Linked DNA regions of Pan troglodytes: region 1 is linked to region 2. The links are chromatin contacts, called in public HiChIP or PLAC-seq maps. All regions are on one chromosome and are shown on one strand. Each heading gives the region's core, a stretch centred on a gene start, on an enhancer-like site or on the middle of the called end of the contact. The rest is flanking DNA. Distances are from core to core; before and after follow the strand shown.

Region 1 (7,020 bases), core at 1,384-3,883, 240 kb before region 2:
CACTATGTATATGTATCATCAATAAGAAAAATTTGGCCTGGTGTTGTTAAGATATAAAAGTACCTGACAGTGTTAGAATTGCAGACTGTTGTCATCTCATGTGCTACAAAGCTTTAATTCAATTATTTGGATTCTGTATGAGAAAAAGTTTCACTGCAGGTGTAACATTTTAGTCACAGCATAAAATAATCTCCACTTAAAGGAGATACCCAATTTCTCTACTTATAAAGCATTCGACTGTTAATAAAAAATCAGTGCCAAAACCAATCTGTGTAGTTACCACCAAACTTGTTAGAATAAACAACTTTTCTTGCATGAATTCTCTGAGAAAAACTTTATTGAAAAATACCCCCTCCGGCCGGGCACGGTAGCTTGCGCCTGTAATCCCAGCACTTTGGGAAGCCGAGGCGGGCGGATCACCTGAGGTCAGGAGTTCAAGACCTGCCTGACCAACATGGAGAAACCCCGTCTCTACTAAAAATACAAAATTAGCTGGGCGTGGTGGCTCATGCCTGTAATCCCAGCTACTCGGCAGGCTGAGGCAAGAGAATGGTTTGAACCCGGGAGGCGGAGGTTGGGGTGGGCCAAGATGACGCCATTGCACTCCAGCCTGGGCAACGAGAGTGAAACTCTTGTCTCAAAAAAAAAAAAAAAAAAAGAAAGAAAGAAAGAAAGAAAAATATCCCAAGATAGGAAAAATCACTTCTCTTGTAATTAAGGTCCATTATGGAGGATTTCTCTTTCAAATATTTATTTTCAAGAAAATTGTAACAATTAGGTGCACATCAAAACTAATACCCTTTATGGGCCTCTATTTTGCAGATGGTTCATTTCAAAGCATCAAGTTCTACATACATACACATACACACACACACACACACACACACACACACACACACACACACACACACACAAAACCTAATCAGGCGGTTTCCTGGGCAGCTACAGAAGACTCAACTGATCTCATGGACTTCACTAATGTTTCTAGTTGGTGCCAAATGTTTCAGAAATTTTGAGGTAGTCCACTTACCTAAGGTGATACTAAACTTCCAGAAAGCAAGAATTTCCGGAATAAGTGAAAGGGGATGAATGTACAAAAATAATACTAGCTTTCAATTAACATATGAATATCGTTCTGTATGAAGAAGCAGTTTCCTACACAAGTGAAAGAAGAATAAAGCTGTTGCCTCCTTAACAGTAAACATCCCTTCATCACTAAGAGGAGACTCTAAGGCCTAGCAAAAGATTTGAGCCTAAGATTTTGGGTTTTTTTTTTTTTTTTTTTTTTTGAGACGGAGTCTTGCTCTGTCGCCCAGGCTGGAGTGCAGTGGCGCGATCTCGGCTCACTGCAAGCTCCGCCTCCCGGGTTCACGCCATTCTCCTGCCTCAGCTTCCCAAGTAGCTGGGACTACAGGCGCCCGCCACCACGCCCGGCTAATTTTTTTGTATTTTTAGTAGAGACGGGGTTTCACCATGTTAGCCAGGATGGTCTCGATCTCCTGACTTCGTGATCCATCCGCCTCAGCCTCCCAAAGTGCTGGGACTACAGGCGTGAGCCACTGCGCCCAGCCGGGATTTTTTGGTAAGCAGCAGCGTAAAAATCACTCTCAAGGTTTGAGATTGGGATCCAGCATAACTGGTGACTTGACCTTGGGCAAGTCACTTAATTCCTTTTAGTCTCAGTTTCCCTGATTGTAAATGAAGTCAACACCACCTGGTAAAGGTATTACAGGACTGGTGTGAGGATGAGATGATACATGTGAACATATTATTAAATATGTAAACTATAAGGCAATAGTAAGCAAATGCTAGTTACTATTCTATGTAATACAGGCCTAACCTTTCCTGCCTATGTCCTTATCTGTAAAAAGAAGACAGATTGAGATCTGAATGTCCATCCAGTCACTTATCAGCTGCGTGAACTTTAGCAAGTCATTTCCTTTCTGGGCCTGTTTCCTAAGAAGGTTATTTTTAAAGATCAAATGATATCGTGTTATGCAAATGCTGTCCAGACACATATTAAGAACTTAACAAATGATGGCTCTTATTATTCTCTGGGGGGTAGGGTGGTAAAGAGCAAATGAAATTAAACCTAGTTAAGAGAATTTGTATATGCACACAAAACTACAGACATCCAAGGTACCGTTATTTGCACTGTAAACTGCCAAAACATGCAGGAAACGAAAAATCAAATGGCGCCTCAGTGAGTCGCACTAGAGAGGGGGAGAAGGCAGAGCTTCCGAGAATCAACTATTTTCCCCCTTATGGCCTCCAGCCTAGATTAGACCATTTATTCAACTTCCCAACCCCCAATATCCCTGGACATTTATTTACTGTACCTTTTTCACTGAGAGCCTTTCCACTCCCCTCCCCTTCTAGTAGTCGTGAACTTCAGACCCTCGCTTCGACTCCCACTGCCATAACTGTTTTTAACCAAGCTTCCCTGAATCTTCCCCTCCGCCTAAGGAGGAAGTGCAGCTGGACGCACCGCACGGCATCCTAGGAAATGTGGTCTCTCAGACTCTTTGCCTTGGGCTGCAGAGTGGGGAAGACGACGAAGGAGAGCCCAGTAAAACTACAACTACCGGCAGGCAACGCGAGTCACCATCTTTCTTTCGCCCCTTTTCCTGTTGCCGTCCTCTTCCTCCTCTCCTCTAGCGCTGAACCGCTTGGCCTCACGGTACTTGTAGTTCCTTCTGGACTCAAGATCCTAGGGCTTGATGGCCAGCACAGAGGCTGGAAGACTCTAATTCCCAGAGGGCAGAGCGGAAGCTGCGCCTGCGCACACTCAATGAGGGCGTGTATGTCTGTGTCTGAGGGAGAGAGAGCGAGAGTGAGTGAGTGTGAGTGCGGGGTGGGGTGGTGGCCGTTACGTTCGGGGCAACGGCTACGGCAGTGGAGAAGTAAGAAGAGAAACAACGTCCGGCGCTTCCGCCTTCGCTTAGGAGGAGGAAGAGCTGGTAGGGAAAGGAAAGTGCTTCGCCCTGGGCCTGGACTGGACCGAGTTGGGTTGGTGGGGGTCTGGGCTATGAGCTTTTGAGGGTCGCCTGGGACGCGGAGCGAGACACGAGAGCCAGGAGCTATGTCTCAGCCGCCGCCGCCGCCGCCTCCGTTGCCGCCGCCACCTCCTCCCCCTGAGGTTCCACAGACTCCGTCGTCCTTGGCGTCGGCGTCGGCGGCTGCTTCGGGGGGGCTTTTGAAGCGGAGAGACCGGAGAATCCTTTCCGGGAGCTGCCCGGATCCGAAGTGCCAGGCGCGTCTGTTTTTCCCGGCCTCCGGTTCTGTCAGCATCGAGTGTACCGAGTGCGGCCAGCGGCACGAGCAGCAACAGCTGCTGGGGGTTGAGGAGGTGACCGACCCGGACGTAGTGCTACACAACCTGCTGCGGAACGCGCTGCTCGGGGTTACGGGGGCACCCAAGAAGAACACGGAACTGGTAAAGGTGATGGGCCTTTCCAACTATCACTGCAAATTGTTGTCGCCCATATTAGCTCGCTATGGAATGGACAAACAGACAGGCCGGGCCAAGCTTCTCCGCGACATGAACCAGGGCGAACTGTTCGATTGCGCCTTACTGGGTGACCGCGCCTTCCTCATAGAACCAGAGCATGTTAACACTGTGGGCTATGGCAAGGACCGCTCCGGAAGCCTCCTGTATTTGCATGACACTCTGGAGGACATTAAGCGGGCCAATAAAAGCCAGGAATGTCTCATTCCAGTGCATGTGGACGGGGATGGACACTGCTTGGTGCATGCTGTGTCTCGGGCTCTAGTAGGCCGAGAGCTCTTCTGGCATGCCTTAAGAGAGAATCTTAAACAGCACTTTCAGCAGCACCTGGCCCGATATCAAGCTCTGTTCCATGACTTCATTGATGCTGCTGAGTGGGAGGACATTATCAATGAGTGTGACCCTCTGTTTGTACCACCTGAGGGTGTTCCCTTGGGCCTGAGGAATATCCACATATTTGGTCTTGCCAATGTGCTACATCGTCCTATTATTCTGTTAGATTCCCTCAGTGGCATGAGAAGCTCTGGTGATTATTCAGCCACCTTTCTACCTGGGCTCATCCCTGCAGAGAAGTGCACTGGGAAAGATGGTCATTTGAACAAACCAATCTGTATTGCATGGAGCAGCTCCGGTAGAAACCATTATATCCCCTTGGTAGGCATAAAAGGGGCTGCTTTGCCCAAACTGCCTATGAATTTGCTTCCTAAAGCATGGGGTGTGCCTCAGGACCTTATTAAAAAGTACATAAAACTTGAAGAGGATGGTGGTTGTGTTATTGGAGGTGACAGAAGTTTGCAAGATAAATACTTACTTAGGCTTGTTGCTGCTATGGAAGAAGTCTTTATGGACAAACATGGTATCCATCCTAGTTTGGTTGCTGATGTCCATCAGTATTTCTACAGAAGGACTGGAGTGATAGGAGTTCAGCCTGAGGAAGTCACAGCAGCTGCTAAAAAAGCAGTAATGGATAATCGCCTTCACAAATGTTTGCTCTGTGGTGCCCTTTCTGAACTTCATGTTCCTCCAGAGTGGTTGGCTCCTGGAGGGAAATTGTATAACCTGGCAAAAAGTACTCATGGACAGCTGAGGACTGACAAAAATTATAGCTTTCCCTTGAACAATTTGGTTTGCTCATATGATTCAGTGAAAGATGTTCTGGTACCAGACTATGGAATGAGTAACCTAACAGCTTGTAATTGGTGCCATGGCACATCTGTGCGAAAGGTCAGAGGAGATGGGTCTATTGTGTATTTGGATGGAGACAGAACTAATTCTAGGTCCACTGGTGGCAAATGTGGTTGTGGATTCAAACACTTTTGGGATGGTAAGGAGTATGACAATCTACCAGAAGCTTTCCCTATTACTTTAGAATGGGGTGGAAGAGTGGTCAGAGAAACAGTATATTGGTTCCAGTATGAAAGTGATTCATCTTTGAATAGTAATGTTTACGATGTTGCAATGAAACTTGTTACCAAGCATTTTCCAGGTGAATTTGGGAGTGAAATCCTAGTTCAGAAAGTTGTCCACACTATATTGCATCAGACTGCCAAAAAGAATCCCGATGATTATACTCCTGTAAATATAGATGGTGCTCACGCCCAAAGAGTTGGAGATGTTCAAGGACAAGAATCAGAGTCTCAGCTCCCAACTAAAATTATTCTTACTGGACAGAAAACAAAAACTTTGCACAAGGAGGAGTTAAACATGAGTAAAACGGAAAGAACTATTCAACAGAATATTACGGAACAGGCTTCTGTAATGCAGAAACGGAAAACAGAGAAGTTAAAACAAGAACAAAAAGGGCAACCCAGGACTGTTTCTCCCAGTACCATTCGTGATGGTCCATCCTCTGCACCTGCTACACCTACCAAGGCTCCCTATTCACCGACAACTTCTAAGGAGAAGAAGATCCGAATCACAACTAATGATGGACGACAGTCCATGGTTACCCTTAAGTCTTCAACAACCTTTTTTGAACTTCAGGAAAGTATAGCCAGAGAATTCAACATTCCTCCATATTTACAGTGTATTCGATACGGGTTTCCTCCTAAAGAGTTAATGCCACCACAGGCAGGAATGGAAAAGGAACCAGTTCCTTTACAGCATGGCGACAGAATTACAATAGAAATTCTAAAAAGTAAAGCTGAAGGTGGTCAGTCTGCTGCAGCACACTCAGCCCACACTGTGAAACAAGAAGATATTGCTGTTACTGGTAAACTGTCATCTAAGGAACTTCAGGAGCAAGCTGAAAAAGAAATGTACTCCTTGTGTCTTTTAGCAACATTAATGGGTAAGATGAATTTAATTCTGATGGTATATCTTAATTGTAAATATAATACACTGAGTTTTCCTCTTATCTTTGGGGAAAAAGAAATCTGTAGCCATTGTAAGTTTTTAATTATATATTTCAGGAGAGAATTATTTTTAGTATTTTGAACAGTTAATGGATAGATGTTAATAGGATTATTGAGTAACTATTAGGAAAATAGAAAGTTAAGGTAGTCCCTCAATAATAGTCAACAGATTATTTAAATATATCTTATTCTTGCAATTGCTTTTTAAAAAACAGACTTGTATTTATTTAAAGCGTTTTAAACTTTTTGGTAGGCTCTATTGATCCTGCCTACCTTGCCCCTTTTTCATTTATTTTTAATTTTTATTTTCCTGTATGTCATGTGATTTGAGCACTTCCTGTTTGATGAATTGCAGTTTCTGGTGTTTATATTCTCACTGCACTCCCACCTAGTAGTCTCTTACATTTCATTTTCTTCCTTTCCCAGTTCATCACATTTTTCTTTCTCATACACTAGGATTTGTATGTAAGTACACTAGGATTTGTATTCAAGTAATTTCACTACTCAAGTCTTTACCATCAATTATAATGAACTATTATAAGTTGTAGTTCATGAGAAACATAAACAGAGATGGATGGTAATGGTGTAAAGAAGTATTTGTTTTTAATCAGCATAAATTAAAGAAAAATATATTAACCAAATGTGTAATTTAAAGTTTTAGATGATTTGGGATACTGTTCAATGGTGTACTTTTTACAGTGTCTATATTTGCTTAGTCTTTGTTTTGAAATAACTTAGTATGCTTTACTAAGTCTTAAAGTATGAAGTAAAATTTAAATGTGTTAGTTACTGGAAGGGTTTTATTTTTGCTGAGATTAAAGCTTTCAACGAGAAAAGTCATCTGGGTTTTGATTCTGTTTTCTGATAGTACTATATGGCAGTGATTTGGGCCTTAATCTACCAAAATGAATACTACTCCTGGCTTATCTGGGGGAGTAGTAAATAGGGGATCTAAAAACCCTGCACAAATTTAGAACCCGGAATTGTTGATTTTAGTTTGCCAGACATAGTAATTGAATTGGGGAGTATGTCAGGAACTGTCCTATGCGCTTTATATATTTCTTTTTTTTTTTTTTTCTTTTTTTTGAGATGGAGTCTTGCTCTGTCTCCAGGCTGGAGTGCAGTGGCGCCATCTCGGCTCACTGCAAACTCCACCTC
Region 2 (6,719 bases), core at 3,744-6,243:
CCTCATCTACCTGCCCTCCTGGCTCTGGCCCCATTATTCTGGCTTCCCTGCTGATATCACTGATTACCTCTTAGCCACACTCTCAGCAAAACCCAATCTGTCTTGCATTCCCTAAATCGCAGCCCCTCTCATCTACTCAAGGACTGCCAGCAGCTCTCCCTTCTGTCCCCTAAATCATCAAAATCCCCCTCCCTATTAGACATTATCCATCAGCCACCAGCATTTTTTTAGCTTATTCATAAGCACATTTCCTCCATCTTACATAACAAAACCAGAAACCTCTTGTTCCTCTTTCCTCTCCCACTCCCACTTCTACCTCTCTCCTTCCCTTCAGCGGGCTATAGCCATTCTTCCGATTTATCTTCTCCCATTCCCTCTGGAACCTCCTGCCATCAGCTTTTACCCCGACTCAACTGACCAGCTTCCCAGCTCACTAATGCCCTCCACTAGCTAACCACCCTGCTCAGTTCAGTTCTGTCTTCACGGTACCTGATGTGTCAGCGGCATCCTCCTGTTCACTCCCTCCTTCCTGGAAACATGTTCTTCCCTGGCTTCCAGGGCACCACTCAGTTTTCTTCTCATCGCACTGGCTGCTCTTGGCTTCATTTCTTTTCATTTCTTTTCATGATTTTGACTCCTGACCCTGGATGGCTCAGGGGTCAGTCCTGGAACTTTTTCTTTTCTTTCCACACTCAGTCCCTTAGTGACCTCCCCTGGTCTCATGGTCTCAAATACCTTTGATGCTGATGCCTTCCACATTTATCTTTCTGGCTTGGGCATCTCTCCCGAAGTCCAGGTTCACCTGCCCACTTGGCATCTCTGCTTGGATGTCTATGAAGTGGCAACATTTTCCCTATGGAAGACTGAGCTCCTGGTGTTCTCTCAAGCCTGCTCTTCCCACAGCCTTCCCCATCCCCATCTAATGGCAATTTCATCCTTCCAGTTGTTCGTGCCGGAAAATCTTGGGGTCACCCTTGGCCCCACACTCCCATCTCCCCCTTATTCACTCTGCTCCACACCCAGGTATGCTTCACCTCTGCCTACCTTCCCTGAAGGCCACAGGGTTTGCTCTCTGCATCCACTGGTCTTTCTGCAACCATTACCTTCTCAGTGAGTGTGGTCAGCTGAGTAATCGCTCCTGAAGATAAGGTTCTAATCCTGGGAATCTGTGAATGTTACCCTATATGGTAAGAGGAACTTTGCAGATATGATTAAGAATCCTGGCTGGGCACAGTGGTTCACACCTGTAATCCCAGCACTTTGGGGAGGCTGAGGCGGGTGGATCACCTGAGGTCAGGAGTTCAAGACCAGCCTGGCTAACATGGCAAAACCCCGTCTCTACTAAAAATACAAAAATTAGCTGGGTGTGGTGGTGTGTGCCTGTAATCCCAGCTACTCAGCAGGCTGAGGCAGAAGAATCGCTCGAACCCAGGAGGTGGAGGTTGCAGTGAGCCGAGATCACACCACTGTACTCCAGCCTGGGCGACAGAGCGAGACTCCATCTCAAAAAAAAAAAAAAAAAAAAAAAAAAAAAAAGAATCTTGCTAGGTGTTGTGGCGCATACCTATAATCCTAGCACTTTGGGAGGCCGAGATGGGAAGACTGCTTGAGGCCCGGAGTTCAAGAACAGCTGGGGCAACATAGTGAGACTCCATCTCTACAAAAAATAAAATCAGCTGTGCATGATGTTGTGCACTGTAGTCCCAGCTACTTGGGACGCTAAGGTGGGAGTATCTTTGAGGAGGCCAGAAATTCGAGATTGCAGTGAGCCGTGATCACATCACTGCACTCTAGCCTAAGTGACAGCAAGACTCTGTCTCAAAAAAAAAAAAAAAAAAAAAAAAAAAAAAAAATCTTGAAATGAGGAGATTATCCTGGATGATCTGTGTGGGCCCTAAATGCAATCACTCATAGCCTTATAAAAGGGAGGCAGAGGGAGATTTGACCCAAAAGACAGAAATGTGAGCACTGAAGCAAGATGAATGCCAGCTGTGAAGATGGAGGAAGGGGCCACAAGCTAAGGAACCGAAGGTAGAGCTCTAGAAGCTGGAAAAAAGCAAGTAAGTGGATTCTGCAGCACCTCTGAGCCTTACTCAAGAGGGAGTGTGGCCCTGCTCACACCTTGGCTTCAGCCTAGTAAAACTCATTTCAGACTTTTGACCTCTGGAACTGTTAAGAAGACAAATGTGTGTTAAGCCACCAGGTTCATGGTAGTTTGTTACAACAGCTGTAGGAAACGAACATAGTGAGGGCTGCTCTGAACACCTCAAAAATTGCATCCCTTCCTTCAACATCCCAGCCTCCTTTATGTTCTCTGTAATAACTTTCAACAGCTAATGTACTCTCAATTTTACTAACTAGTTTGTCATCTATCCCCTGTGCCCCATGCATGGTGTGGTTAGGTTGTTTTGTTCCCTGCTGTACCCCAGAGATAACACAGTCAAAGCAGGGCTGCATTGCACATCTTTTTTTTTTTTTTTTGAGACACAGTCTTGCTCTGTAGCCCAGGCTGGAGTGAAGTGGCCTGATCTCTGCTCACTGCAAACTATGCCTCCCAGGTTCAAGTGATTCTCCTGCCTCAGCCTCCTGAGTAGCTAGGACTATGGGCACCCACCACCCTGTGCAGGGCTGCACATCTGGAGACAGAATGTGACCCTTGCCCTCCAGGGCCTTCCCACAACCTCTCTGGCCAGTGCACGCCTTGCCTCTGTCTCCTTCAGTGCTGGTTCTTTCCCCTCCATTCAGTTGTCAGCGCAGCTGCTCTATGGAATGTGTTGGGCAGAAGCCCAGAGTGCATGCTCTGTCCAATAGAAATGGCCACACATCACCCCGTGCCCTAGCCCACTTTGCCCAAATGAAACATGTGCCCAATGATGCCATTTTCCAATTTTCCAAGATTTTCACTGGAAATCTCCCACTTTTAAAATGTTTACCCTATTAGAATAATAAGCATGTGCAGAAGAAAGCACCATCTTGCTACTCCTGCTGTGGCAGTGCTGCTCCCCAGGAATTCACCCTCAGCTGTTTCCTTCTAGGTTAGAGTTTTGTTAAGGCTTCAACTGTCCTCCATACGCATGGATGGATGTGTTCCCAGCTCACTCTTGAGCCCCAGAACAATACATTCAATCACCTACTGGGGTCTCCATCTGAATGTACCAGAAGCATGCTCAACTCAAAATGCCCTAGACTGAAGTTGCCATTTTCCTCCTAACACTAACTCTCCTACAATCCCTGCCTTGGTAAATGAGCCCACTGTTTACTTGATGCCCAAGCCAGAAATCTCAACTCTTCACTATTCAGATACAAAATCCTGTGGATTCTAACCAACCTCTCAGCATTTCTATCTACCCAAGGAACTGCCTCTCCGTGCATGAAGCCATTATCTTCAGGCTGGAGCAGGACAATGACCTCTAGTCCTTCCTCTTCACTCCACATTTCCACCAGAATGTGCTAACACAGTTCTGACTATGCCATACTCCCTTTTCATGCAACCATTCCAAAAACATATGCTGTGTGTGACACTGATTCCATGGGATATAAATGGTGTTGTGTGACAAAGAGTTCTATGATGACACAGGTTTACAACCAAAAATTTGAACACAGCTTTAGTATTTTTTGTAGCTTCTTGGAGCCCTGCACGTCTAATGTATATTTTGATTCTCCAAGAGGGCAATACAGCAGTAAGGAGCTTCTCAAACTTATTTGGCCATGTAATTCTTTTGTCCTGGGACATTTTAAGGTATCAGTGTTTAATGGTGAGAAATATTATTCAATGGCTTTCCATTATCTACAGCACACAATTCAAATTCCTTACTACAGGCCTGAGAACAAGGACTGTGAAGCCAGAGTATCTGGGTTCAAATTATGACTGTGCCATTTGCTTAGCTGTGTGACACTGGACAAATTCTTCTCCATGCCTTTATTTCCGTATCTATGAGGATGACAATACCGTGTGTCATAGGGTCAGTGAAAGGATTAGAGTTACTAGTATACTGATAGTCCATTCAAAGTGTGTAAGACACTGCCGGGCTCATGGTATTAGCTATATTCTTATTCATGGTCTTTTATCAGCCGTCTTCTCCATCTTTACCTCCTCTTATAAAGGTAGGTCTACTTGTCTTTTGTGTCCTGGGACTGCATCTCCATCGCTGGTGTTGCTCTTCTCTCTGCCTGACGTTCCTCTCCAGTCCCTCGCCTTTCCTCCTACTGATCTGCACCTGTGAGCTCAAACTTTTCCACGTTTCCCAAGCAGACTTGTGCACTTGCACAGTCAGCAAGTATTTATCAGGTGACCAGGATGTACCTCACATTTCTGCTGGGAGGCAGGCGTGTCATGACATTGAATACCCTGACTCCCTGTACATGCCAGGAAGTGTGACTCTGCGACTTCTCACATCCATCCTTCCCTTCTACACCCAGTCTGCTATAGCCGGTTTTAGCCTCGTCCCCTCATCCCATTCCCCACTAGACCTCAAACTGCTCCAGAGCCTTTCATCTTTGTATCCCCAGAACCTAGAATAGTTTTTGGCACATAATATATGCCCAATAAATATGTGTCAATTGCATACATGAATTTGTCTTGGCCACCGTGCCAAGCTCTCCACTGCCTGCTACGATGTGGGACCAGGTCCTCTCTGGGCCTCAGTTTCCTTAACGGTAGACAAGCAGAGTAAAGGCTGCCTCACTGCGCCCTGCGAGGCTGCATCGCGCACTCTGTGACCTCGCTGTTCCGCCTGGCGCGCGGTGGGAGCTCAGGGCGGTATCCAAATTCTCCGAATTCTTGAAAGTAAGCGGAGAACACTGCGCAGGATCCGAGCGGGTCACACCCAGGGGGCTGCGTGGGCATCCTGCGGTCCCCTGCCCGCCCGCCGGCCCCGCACTCACGCTGCGCGTTGCAGTTGCCTCAGCAAGTACGCGACCCGGGCCCGGGCAGCAGCGGCCATGGCGCTTGGAGTCCTCTTCCCTCCTCGGGTCCCTACACCGCCCCCTCCGCCGGCCAATCACGGAGGCTGCCCGCCTCCCGCCCCTCGGCCGCGCCGGCCCACCCGCTCCGCGGGGTCACCTGTCTAAGCCTCAACCCAGTCGGGCTCAGGGCCATTTTCCCACGGAGTAAGAACCAGAACCCCAGCTGCCCCAGCGGCGCTCGCACCATCCACCCTTGAAATTGCCGTAGAAGGAAACTGCTCCGTAGGCCCCGGGTCCTGCCTTAAATCTCTTTACTTATCAACTCTATTTTCACATGTTGAGGACTTGGGGGAAGGAAGAGGAACAGGGATATTCTTTTCCCACTGTTAATCCTTTAAAATGTTACTTTCCCTTCTAAGAGTATTTTAAGTGATCAAGACCCTGCCTTTAAACTGTTTTAACAGTAAACAAGAACCTAGCAGAGCCCGAGGGTTTTTGTTAAATACTGTGTGAATGGCTTTGCTTTTGATGAAAGCAAAATCAATAGTTAAAACTCATACATCAATAGTTAAAACTTGCCATGATCAGACTATGCTCCGGGAGGGCTTGGCTGTGCCATATCTGCCATGTCCCAGTGGAAAAGCTGATTAATATAAAGCTCAACTTTATCAGAAAGTATCCAAAGACAGTAACAACTAAACATTTGCATTTTTAGTAATCTGTTATTATGAAATCTGAATCCTTTATGGGAAATATTTTTACAGAAATGAATTTACTGAGATCAAACTGGAAAAGATTGATGGACAGGAAGACCAAGGACAGCTATATAAACATTTCACCTCCTAATCAAACCAGCTCAGGCCAACTTGACAAATGAATCAAAAAATAATAATGTTCTATGAGAACACATGTACACAGGGAGGGGAACAACACACATTGGGGCCTGGGGGCAGGGGATAGAAGGGGGCAGAGGGACTTAATACTCAGGTGATGGGTTGATAGGTGCAGCAAGCCACCATAGCACACGTTTACCTATGTAACAAACGTGCACATCCTGCACATCTACTCTGGAACTTAAAAAAAGATAATAATGTCCTAATTAAGGATCTTATGGGTCTGTTTCTTTCTTCCCCAAACAAAACTATACCTGACGTCAAGCTTAAAAACAAACACACACACACAAACAACTGGGGATATAAACGTAGAGAAAGATTTAAGTGTTTTCTGGATTAATGAGGATTATTACCATTAGTCAAAGAAGCCCAAATTGATCATTTACAGGAAATCCATGTGTTCAGTGTTGAAAGGCATAAAATATTTTTAAAAAACAGACATCAGTTTTACTACTTTGAATATTATATTTGATACCAAAAGAAGTATAAGTTTAAAAGTTGTATCACTGAAACCATTATAATTGAACTTTTTTTTTTTTTTTTTTTTTTTTTGAGATGGACCCTTCCTCTGTTGCCCAGGCTGGAGTGGAGTGCAGTGGCATGATCTGGGCTCACTGCAACCTCCGCATCCCAGGTTCAAACGATACTCCTGCCTCAGCCTCCCAAGTAGCTGGGACTACAGGTACCAGCCACCATGTCTGGCTAATTTTTTTATTTTTAGTAGAGATGGGGTTTCACTGTGTTGGCCAGGCTGGTCGCGAACTCCTGACCTCAGGTGATCCGCCCGCCCCGGCCTCCCAAAGTACTGGGACTATACAGGAGTGAGCCACTGCGCACGGCCTGCTTTGTGTTTTTCAGAAAGTAAACAAAAATAATCTGTACCAGGTATCCAGGTAACTGGCTTCAAGTACAATTTCTACC

The links. HiChIP or PLAC-seq counts read pairs in DNA pulled down with a chosen protein or histone mark.
Region 1: an H3K4me3 HiChIP or PLAC-seq map of stem cell-derived excitatory neurons shows a contact between it and region 2, with 2.4 times the contacts expected there. The contact joins the promoter of C8H8orf44 here to the promoter of ADHFE1 in region 2. A contact is called at or near these places in 1 of 7 Hi-C or Micro-C datasets (stem cell-derived neural progenitor cells) and 1 of 1 datasets of contacts at active chromatin or transcription factors (stem cell-derived excitatory neurons).

What each region holds. Positions count from the first base shown.
Region 1 is chr7:75,316,242-75,323,261 of NHGRI_mPanTro3-v2.0_pri, reverse strand. It overlaps C8H8orf44 (chromosome 8 C8orf44 homolog), which reads right to left and starts at 2,633. Exons shown (of 4, transcript XM_063816358.1): 1 at 2,340-2,633. It overlaps VCPIP1 (valosin containing protein interacting protein 1), which reads left to right and starts at 2,816. Exons shown (of 3, transcript XM_001161197.6): 1 at 2,816-5,798. The coding sequence starts at 3,083.
Region 2 is chr7:75,080,933-75,087,651 of NHGRI_mPanTro3-v2.0_pri, reverse strand. ADHFE1 (alcohol dehydrogenase iron containing 1) reads right to left here and starts at 4,993. Exons shown (of 13, transcript XR_010159258.1): 1 at 4,885-4,993. It overlaps RRS1 (ribosome biogenesis regulator 1 homolog), which reads right to left. Exons shown (of 1, transcript XM_016959530.4): 1 at 6,094-6,719.